Regions from separate parts of the Mus musculus genome. Here region 1 is linked to region 2. A link is a contact called in public Hi-C data. All regions are on one chromosome and are shown on one strand. The core of a region is the stretch at or near the end of the contact, and the rest is flanking DNA. Distances in the headings are between cores, read along the strand shown. Region 1 holds the start of Ccdc115 (coiled-coil domain containing 115). Region 2 overlaps Dst (dystonin).

The links. A called contact is a pair of places that touch in the nucleus more often than the background predicts.
Region 1: a contact with region 2 is called in a Hi-C map of rod photoreceptor, with 3 times the contacts expected there. The contact joins the promoter of Ccdc115 here to the enhancer-like site in region 2. A contact is called at or near these places in 1 of 15 datasets of contacts at CTCF or cohesin (the NIH/3T3 cell line), 2 of 484 Hi-C or Micro-C datasets (granulocyte-monocyte progenitors and rod photoreceptor), 9 of 115 datasets of contacts at active chromatin or transcription factors (bone marrow-derived macrophages, embryonic forebrain, embryonic hindbrain and 3 more) and 3 of 9 other capture datasets (adipose tissue, embryonic stem cells and pancreatic islet).

What each region holds. Positions count from the first base shown.
Region 1 is chr1:34,438,390-34,443,116 of GRCm38.p6, reverse strand. It overlaps Ccdc115 (coiled-coil domain containing 115), which reads left to right and starts at 3,445. Exons shown (of 5, transcript NM_027159.2): 1 at 3,445-3,889; 2 at 3,971-4,074; 3 at 4,185-4,267. The coding sequence starts at 3,779. Imp4 (IMP4, U3 small nucleolar ribonucleoprotein) reads right to left here and starts at 3,288. Exons shown (of 9, transcript NM_178601.3): 1 at 3,190-3,288; 2 at 2,968-3,076; 3 at 124-207. The coding sequence starts at 3,192.
Region 2 is chr1:34,268,485-34,272,990 of GRCm38.p6, reverse strand. Dst (dystonin) reads right to left here. Exons shown (of 103, transcript NM_001276764.1): 79 at 4,101-4,256; 80 at 1,966-2,163; 81 at 1,508-1,636. Among named protein-coding and RNA genes, the nearest start is that of Gm26788, 93 kb to the right of the region's middle. Within about 2 kb of position 1,825, at least 2 of the 459 cell types and tissues checked have an H3K27ac peak or open chromatin away from gene starts, as enhancers often do. A contact at or near this core is called in rod photoreceptor, where this site is marked.

The DNA of each region.
Region 1 (4,727 bases), core at 2,196-4,695, 170 kb before region 2:
GAAACTGCTCACCTGGACACTTCCATCAGGTGGGAAATTGTCCAGTGTGGCTGAAGAGGACCTGGAGCCCAGTGGGCACAGAAGTTGGTTCAGTGTGGAAGAGGGCTGCAGAGCACAGATTACCTTCTCCACCAGCATCATCGAACTCCAAGGACCCCTGTAAGGCTAGAGCCTCCCGGCGTAACTCGGTGGGAATCAGCTGGTTTTCTGCAAGGAAGAGAAGGGCAGAGTGAGACACAATGTATATAACACTGTGTGGTTCACTAGTGTGTGGACTTAATGTGAAAGCCCCTGATTTCTTTCTTAACATCCTCAATAGAGTCAGTAAGAAATATAGAACGAACAGAGGTAACAAACCAATGGTCTTGAGAGGCCCATGGCTTTGCTGCTGAGTGTGTCGCTAACAGGGTACAGGGTACGCCACCACCCCTAGTTATCAACTTCTTTTCATCTAATTGTCAACTAATGGTTACTGGGGAGCTCATTTTCTAAATACTTCTTCATTATCAATGTTATTTTTTTTTTTTTTTTTTTTTTTTTGGTTTTTCAAGACAGGGTTTCTCTGTGTTGCCCTAGCTGTCCTGGAACTCACTTTGTAGACCAGGCTGGCCTCCAACTCAGAAATCCGCCTGCCTCTGCCTCCCAAGTGCTGGGATTAAAGGCGTGTGCCACCACCGCCCGGCATTAATGTCATTTTTATAACCAGACAAAAAATCTAAAGAAAATCTGATAATGCACTGGGGGTTGGTTTGCTTGCAGGTGAAGAAGACCTTGGTGTTGAGGAGCACTACAAAAATAATAAATGCTTAAAAAAAAAATAGAAAGGGGCTAGTGAGATGGCACAGCAGTTAAGCACTGTCTGCTCTTCTAGAGGTCCAGAGCTCAATTCCCAGCAACCATACCACAGCTCACTACTACCCATAAAGGAATCTGACACCCCCTTCTGGCATATAGGTGGACATGCAACCAGAGCACTCATACTTAAGTAAATAAATACATTTAAAAGACAGAAAGAAATTGTTTCTTAAGTAGGAAGGAAGACCAGTGACCTCCAAGTCTTCACACTGCCTACTAAGGTGGTTAGCACGCCTGCCTTTGATCCCAGCACTCAGAAGGCAAAGGCAGGGGATCTCTAAGAGTGAGGCCAGACAAGTCTACATAGTGAGACCCTGGCTCAAAAACCAATAACAACAAAACAATATAAAAAAAGAACACTGCTACCTGGAGGCACAGGTAACCTCAAGGCGCATGGCCTCAGCTGGCCGGGGGTCAGAGGTTCTTTCTGTGAACTAAGGTGGACAGCAAGGCCTGAGGCCCAGTTCCGCATCTCCAGCATGTGAGGGAAGGGAGAGAGTCACAGCAGCACTCTGTCAAGCTAGCTACCAAGTGACATAAGCTCTCCTCTGCCACAGGAAAAGGAGCCTCCCTAGGGATACCCACAAGAAGAAAAGTCCAACCATTCCTTCTGCATCTTAGAAACAATACTGAGCCCCCAACCCAAACAAATACAAAGCCAAACACATACGCTAATAACCTAGGGATATAAGTAGGCATAATGTGAACACAAATAATACTTACAACAGTTTCTTTTAATGCAATATTTAATATAGTTAATAATAATATAGTTAATAATAGATGGTTGCAAATGCTAATATATTGATCATTTTTCTGTGTATGTGTTCCTGCCTGAGTTCACATGTGTTCAGGTAGCTGCTAAGGCCAGAGGACACTGGATCCCTGGGGTTACAGACAGTTGTGAGTCACTCTATATGGGTAGTAGGGAATGAATTTGGGTCCTCTCAAAGAGCAGGAAGTGCTCTGAATCCTTGAGCCATTTTTTTAAAACTTTTTTTTTAAGTTATGGTAATGGGTCACAGATACTTAACATTATGCTTATATAGCCCAGGCTGATCTGAAACTCATGCAGCCAAAGCAAGCCTTGAACTCCTGATCCTCTAGCCTCCACCTTACCAGTGTTGGGACATAGGCCCCCAGGCACAGTTGAGTCAGGCTGGGGACAGAATCCAGAGCCTCCTTCATGTTAGGAAGCACTCTCTAACAACTGTGGTACAATCCCAGCCCTAACATTATGCTTCTTAACTCAAAAAAACGTTACATGACACACATATACTTTATAGTCCTAAATTACAGGAACGGAATTTAATTACTGGCACCAGGGATATTGTACTATCAATCAGGCGGGAGACATGAAGTTCCTTAGATACAAAAGCAAAATAGGGATAAATAGAACATTTCCAATTAAGCTCTGTGATAGAGGATCTTCATTTATTAGGGCAAATGAAAATGTGAATTAATGTAAGGCAAAGTTTTAAACTAACCTGTAAAACGAATGTCAAATTCTAAATGGAAGAAGAATTAAAATGCAAGACAATTATAACAATCAATAACAGGTTTTTCTAATTTTGTTTTGAAGAAGACAACAAAAACAAATACCAAGGATTCTTGCAGACCCATTCCCTAAGATGGGAATCAATTAGATGAGGCAAAGGTTTTTTGTTGGTTTGTTGCTTGATTTGGTTTGGTTTTTGGTTTTTCGAGACAGGGATTCTCTGTTTTAGCTCTGGCTGTACTGGAACTCATTATGTAGACCAGGCTGGCTTCGAACTCGGGGATCGGCCTGTCTCTGCCTCTCGAGGGCTGGGATTGAAACCGTGCGCCGCCGCCACCCGACAGAGGCAATGTTTTAAAACTAAATAAAAACTAGATATTCTGTAAGCAAAACTGGCAATCAACCTGTAGACATGGGCAACTGTAGCATAAACGGCCATACTATCACATGGTGGGATCATTCAGAAACCAGTGAGCAGTGAGGTCCTACCTAACGAGCAGAGAAAGGAAAGATGACCAGCCACCCTGATACAAATACATTAAGTTCAAATGCGTTTACACCTCCGTGTAGTATGCTCGAGCAAGGACTTGTAACCCACCAGCACAGGGAGGCCTTACCTTCTAGAGCACGCTTGACTCGCTCCTTCTTCTCCTGAACGGATCGCTGCGCCTCCTCCCGGGCTTTGCGGTACAGGTACTCGCGGCGCAGGCGAGCCTCCCGACGGAGCTAGAGAACACACAGGGTCACCATCCACTTCGGAGCACCGAGGACCACAACTCAGCCCTCCCGTAGTCCCCTTCTTTCCCGCTAAACCAGAACAGGAAATCAAAACATCCTACCATGATGAGCGCCGCTCCCTCACGAGTCCCAACTCTTCTGGCGCTGCTGGCACCACGCAGTGATCACTTCCGCCCTCAACCAAAAAGGCCTTTAGAGGCTTCACTCGATTCCACTGCCGGTCAGAGTGCCCCATCTTAAGATGGCGAATGGAGGAGGGCGTCGCAAGGTGATTGGTCAGACGGGCAACCAATTAATTACCCGGATTTGGGATGTCACGTGGTCTAAGACCGTCCTGATTAGTTAGTCCGTCTGCGGCTTCACCGGTGCTTGAGCTGGTCAGGCAGCAGGCTAGCGAAGAGTAAAAGCAGGAACTGTGCGCATGGCTTCCTAGATTCAAGTTAAGGTCCGACTTTTGGTAGCCATCGGATTCGAGAAGTATCCCGCTCCAGGCGCTAATCCGCGTCCTGGCTGGTGACAGGGATCACCCGGAAGTTGAAGCCTTTGACTTCCGGGTCACGATTAGTACTGCCCCCCTAAGGGCGGATCTTGAGCGCTTATTGGCTGTCATGCACATGGCCGCGCAGTGATTCGGCGGCTTGGAAGGAAGTGGCTCCGCCCATCCGCGCGTGTCCCAAGACTGGCTGGGCCATGGCGGTCCAGGCTCTGCGAGAGGAGTTGGACTCCAAGTGCCTACAGCTGCTCAGTGACCTGGAGGAACTGGAGGCGAAGCGGGCGGCGCTGAACGCCAGGGTGGAGGAGGTGGGCCACGGGGAATGGAAGGAGGGATAGAAAGCGGGCACAGGGAGGGAAAACAGTCTCAAGTCTCTCCTGTCTCCCCAGGGTTGGCTCTCACTTGCCAAGGCTCGCTATGCCATGGGAGCCAAGTCGGTAGGACCCCTGCAGTATGCCTCGCGTATGGAGCCTCAGGTCTGCGTGCGTGCCAGGTGAGCGCCCCCCCCCCCCCCCCCCCTTGGAGAGTGGATGGGCAGGACCTAGGCCGGCGCGGCCAGAGATCCAACTTCCCTTTTTTTTTTTTTTTTTTTTTTTTTCCCAGCGAGGCCCAGGATGGACCCCAGACCTTCAGGGTGATCAAAGCTGACGCCCAGACCCCCGAGGAAGTGGGGCCTAGCGAAGCATGTAAGTCTCCTTTCCACCTGTCAGCCCTTACTCAGCGCTAAAGACAAAACTCATTGAACATTTAAGGAAATTGCTTCATTCGGAATCTGATTAATGGAGAGCGTCTGAGCTGGAGAGTTGAATGTCTGGGGGGCGGGGGTGTGGGAGGGTGGGGTTCTTATACTTTGATAGGTAGGGTTCAAGTAACAGGATAGGAGAGCCGCCCGAGGAGGTCTAAGGGAATGGGGTGTATTCCAAGCCTCCTTGACATAACATGGTTGGGTAAGAGGGTTAAAGGAATGTTGGCGTTTAAGCTGATTGGTTCACAGCATCTGGTCAAACCACAAGGAGGGACCACACATCTAAAAGGTGCATCTTCACCTGGGAACGAATCATGTTTTCTTAGCCCACCCCATTATTATCGACTGACCACAGCTATTACGTCTGTTTTGCAACTGCCAAGAATATTTCGGATTTTTGT
Region 2 (4,506 bases), core at 576-3,075:
ACCACATGGTGGCTCACAACCATCTGTAATGGGGATCTGATGCCCTCTTCTGGTGTGCCTGAAGACAGTGACAGTGTACTCACATATATAACATAAATAACTTAAAATAATTCTAGCATATTAAAAAAAACAAAGCACATTTACAGTTTCTTTCTTTCTTTTTTAAGACAGGGTTTCTCTGTATAGCCCTGGCTGTCCTGGAACTCACTCTGTAGACCAGGTTGACCTCAAACTCAGAAATCTGCCTGCCTCTGCCTCCCAAATGCTGGGATTAAAAGCATGCGCCACCAATGCCCGGCTACAGTTTCATCTTTAAAAAGCATTAAATCCGGAAGCAGCCTCAGGTTAAGTGAAAACCGATTTTGTTCTTATCTTCATTTCTAGCACAGTGAGAATGTGCTAGAACCACAAGCAGATCCAAAGGAAACCACTCCCGTGGCATTACAGTGCTTTCCAGTCTGTTAGGGAAGATTTGTTTAATTTTTAGATGTAGGTGTAGGTCTGTGGGTTTGTGTGCACCACATGCAAGCAGGAGCCCCCAGGGGCCAGGAGGAGGAATCTGATGCCCTGGAGGTTTACAGATGGTTGTGAGCTGCCAGGTAGGTGCTGAGAACGAACTGTGGTCCTCTGGAAGAACAATAAGCCCTCTTTACTGCTGGGCACTCTCTCTCTAGGCCCTCTGCAGGGTTTTTGTTATTGCTTTTTTGTTTGTTTTTAAACATGGAATTTTTAGTCAAAGAAATCATGTAGGGTTACATGAAGTTCACTCTGTGTATCCTATGCAAACGAAGTTGTTTTCTACATAGCGGTTTTCTGAAACTTGAGAGATTAGTACTCTGCTTACAAGCTCTTGCACTCTTTTAAAGTGTATCATTCTGGAGACAGAATTCATTCTTAGTTACTTAACAAGTGATGAACTACGTGAACGCTATGTAAGACTGTCCAGGGAGGTAAGGAAGGATGGGAAAGTCATGCAGGGTTTCACAGTGATAGACACTCTGAGGTCACGCAGTCGTTGGCAAGACTACTTACTTTGCTCTTCAAGCAAATGGGCCTGGCCTAGCTGTGAACGGTAAACCCAAACCACAGGACTACATGAATTACTCGCTCATGAGTACTGTCTTAATTATAATCATATTAAACTATCAGAGTATTTTAGAGAAGTGTCTTTATACTTCAGGGGATACCAGTTTATAACTGATACAATGCTTGGTGTGTGTGTGTGTGTGTGTGTGAGAGAGAGAGAGAGAGAGAGAGAGAGAGAGAGAAAGAGAGTGTGTGTATGTGAGAGAGACAGACAGACAGACACAGAACTGCTAAACTTCTTTAAAACTTTTTTTAGCCTCTGAGACAGATTCTTACTTGAAAAATTTAATTGCTAAATGGTGCTGTTTCTAGCATGTACACATAGTGATTTTTGCCACAAAACTTAATTTTTTAACTATATCATCTTCCATTATTATCTATGTAAGACCAGGGCGAGGGGTGTAGAAAATACCATACGTACCATATGTGCGTTAAGCTGCTCCTTGGCTGTCTCTGGGAGACCTCCCAGAGGTTTAGATGCCAAGAGATGACGCTCTGTGTCCGTCAGCCACTGTTGCAAATCTTCGATTTCACCGTGGAACCCTTTGGCCTGCAGTGACAGGTGGTTTTTAAGTTTGTGTCACAAATGCTATCACTCTCCAGCAAGGTCAAAATGGCCCCAGCCTGCTAAGCCGTCTCTGCATCTCATCAGAATGCCAGGTGCCAGGAGCTGTGCTCACTACCTGAGCACGCCGAGGAAGCTCGGGCATAAGGGTATTAGGCTATTAGGCTAAGAACTGGAGCTCCGCCTCCTTATCAGCTCTGCTCTTTATCCCGATTATTTTTACTCCTCTCTTTAAAGCATCACCATTGGACCTGCACAAGGGCTAGCAAGGCACACCCGCATCACTTGGGGACTCTCTCCGCCTCTCTAGTCACCTGGCGCAAGGCGCTGTCCAGCTGCTGCTTTCTTTGATCTGTCTTTTCCAAAATATCCTGCCAGCGCTGATTGAGAATTCTGAGCTTGTACTGGAGGTTGCTTGCTTCTTCGCCTTCACTCGACTCGATGAGATCATTTCCTGCTTTGTTGACGGCTTCTACCGTGGACTGGTGGGCTAAGACGTCGTTTTGGAGCACCTGAAAATGTTAGCGTGATCATTCACTGGAAACACAGTAACAGAGAGGGGTCTCGGGCATCCCAAGCAAACCTCCAACTCAACAGGTAGCTAAAGACGACACTGGAATTCTTTTTTGTTTTTACTTTGTTTGTTGTGGTTTTGTTTTTCAAGACAGGGTTTTGCTGTGTAGCCCTGGCAGTCCTGGGGATTTGCTCTGTAGACCAAGCTGGTCTTGAATTCACAGAGATTAAACTACCTGTTTTTGAGTCCCAAATGCTAGGGATAAAGGTGTGCTGCTGCCGCTGCTAGGCTGACTTTTTCCACCTCCCGCGTGCTTGGAATACAGGTGTGGGGTACCACATCCAGTTGTAGGTATTGCCGAGGGATCAAGCCCAGGTCTTTATGCATGCTGCATAAGGAATCTAGCACCTGAGCCACAGCTCTAGTCCACTCTACCTGTTTCATTTCTTTCGGTGTGAAATATTCTGAAGCCGAAGCCTCATAACAAAAAGTGTTAAGGCAACAGAGTCCCTCCCTCCAGCTTTGTGGCTCCCTAAATGGACATACATTTAGTTGGCCAGCACTCTCAAAGGGACTGCACACACACTTGACAGCTATCCCCACTAGAATGACCTTGTAGCTGATCTACTACATACTTCTGTAGAGATCTGTAGAGATTATGACTTGATGATTAAAACATTTTCATTGATTCAAGTCCAGTTTAATTCGACTTAATCGTAGCATCCCTTATCTTAGGGGATACGCTCACGCTTCTCTTCTCATTATAACAGCACCACACATCTAAGACATATGTTTTCTAATGACTGTTTTGCAAGAAGAACTGTATTACATTATTCTCGCACTGAAGGGATGCTGGAACTACTAACTTGAAAGGACTCCTTTGCCTAGCGTTAGTCGAGAGTTCATTATAAACCTACCCTACCACTCACTGATGTATGTTTGGCAACAATCAAGAAAAAAATGTCATCTCTTATCCTATGTACGACATCGCACGTCTGGAGGGGAACCCAGACCCCGGAGGCTTTCCAGATGAGACAGGCAGCCCCCAGACGGATCCTTCTCTGGCGACTGAATCCGTTTCTGAGGCATCCGATGAGCCAGAGTTTTCCAAAGGCACAAACCCGACTTGAGTAAGGAGCCAGGTTCTGCAGAGCATGCTCTTTGATATGCTACCAGCAGGAAACCCTTCCTCAAAGTCTGAGAGTTAAATACTGCTGGTGTCTGCATCAATAGGACAATTCTACAGATTCCTTCCTCTGATGCTCAGAGGCAGGGGAGACTGCAAAGCAGAGGATAGAAACTTTCTTTCAGCCTTGGTTTTTGGCAATCTCAAGTCACAACACACTGGTCTTTCAAAGTTAAAGGGTAAAAAAGGTAAGAGGGCCTGTTTCTTAGTCACACGAACAGCGTTAAAAGGTTCCCACAGATCTCCAGCCGAAATAACCAGGCTGGGTGTCTGACTTTCCACCCCTATTACACACAATTCTAATCACTGGTACTTTTAAGACAATGGCCAGATTTCCTAAGACGTAAATGGTTCTGTAAACTCATTCCATGAGAACAAACATAGTTTGTTTTTATAAAGAGTCTGGCAAGTTACTGCTGCCCAGAGCCCAGAGACATTAATAGAAATGGTAGGACAACAGCATTTTCAGCCTGCAAGCTTTTAGGGTGTTTCCTACAATCTTAAAAAACTATTCAACATTAACTTAGCAATGAGTACGAGGGATTAAATCTTGGTGTTTGCCATGCGGCCCTACTGAAACAACTTCGCTATATTTGATAACTGTTACCCCGGTAGCTAGTGAAAAAATACTTTCACTGTGCCCTCCTAGGCAGCATTCTTCAAGGCATTTAATGACAGACAATCTCTGTCAAAATCACAAAGTTTAAGAACCTCGAACGTTAACGGTGACTGGCAGCAGTGGTACGTACGTGATGCTTAGCCAGTTCAATCTCAATGGCTTTCGGGTCTCCTCCAACGGGTTTCTGTTCACTTAGCAAGCCTTTGGTGTGTGTCAGCCATGCGAGGAGCTCGTCCAGGGCGTGCTGGAACTGACCCAGTGCTAAGAGAGCACCCTCGAGCTTGTGCTGCCAAGAAACAGAGAAGAAAAATCTGCTTAGACCCCAGCATCGTGAATAATGCGCTCTTACAAAAACAAGGGTAAAGGCCAACTGTTGAATGATGTCCAAGACCATCCTCATAGCGCATGAATCTTCTCATTGGTCAACAACAACTCTAATTTGGTGTGTGTGTGTGTGTGTGTGTGTGTGTGTGTAAATACAGCACACACGGGAGAATTTTAATAAGACGATTTAAGTGCTTCTGAAGTTTATTGAC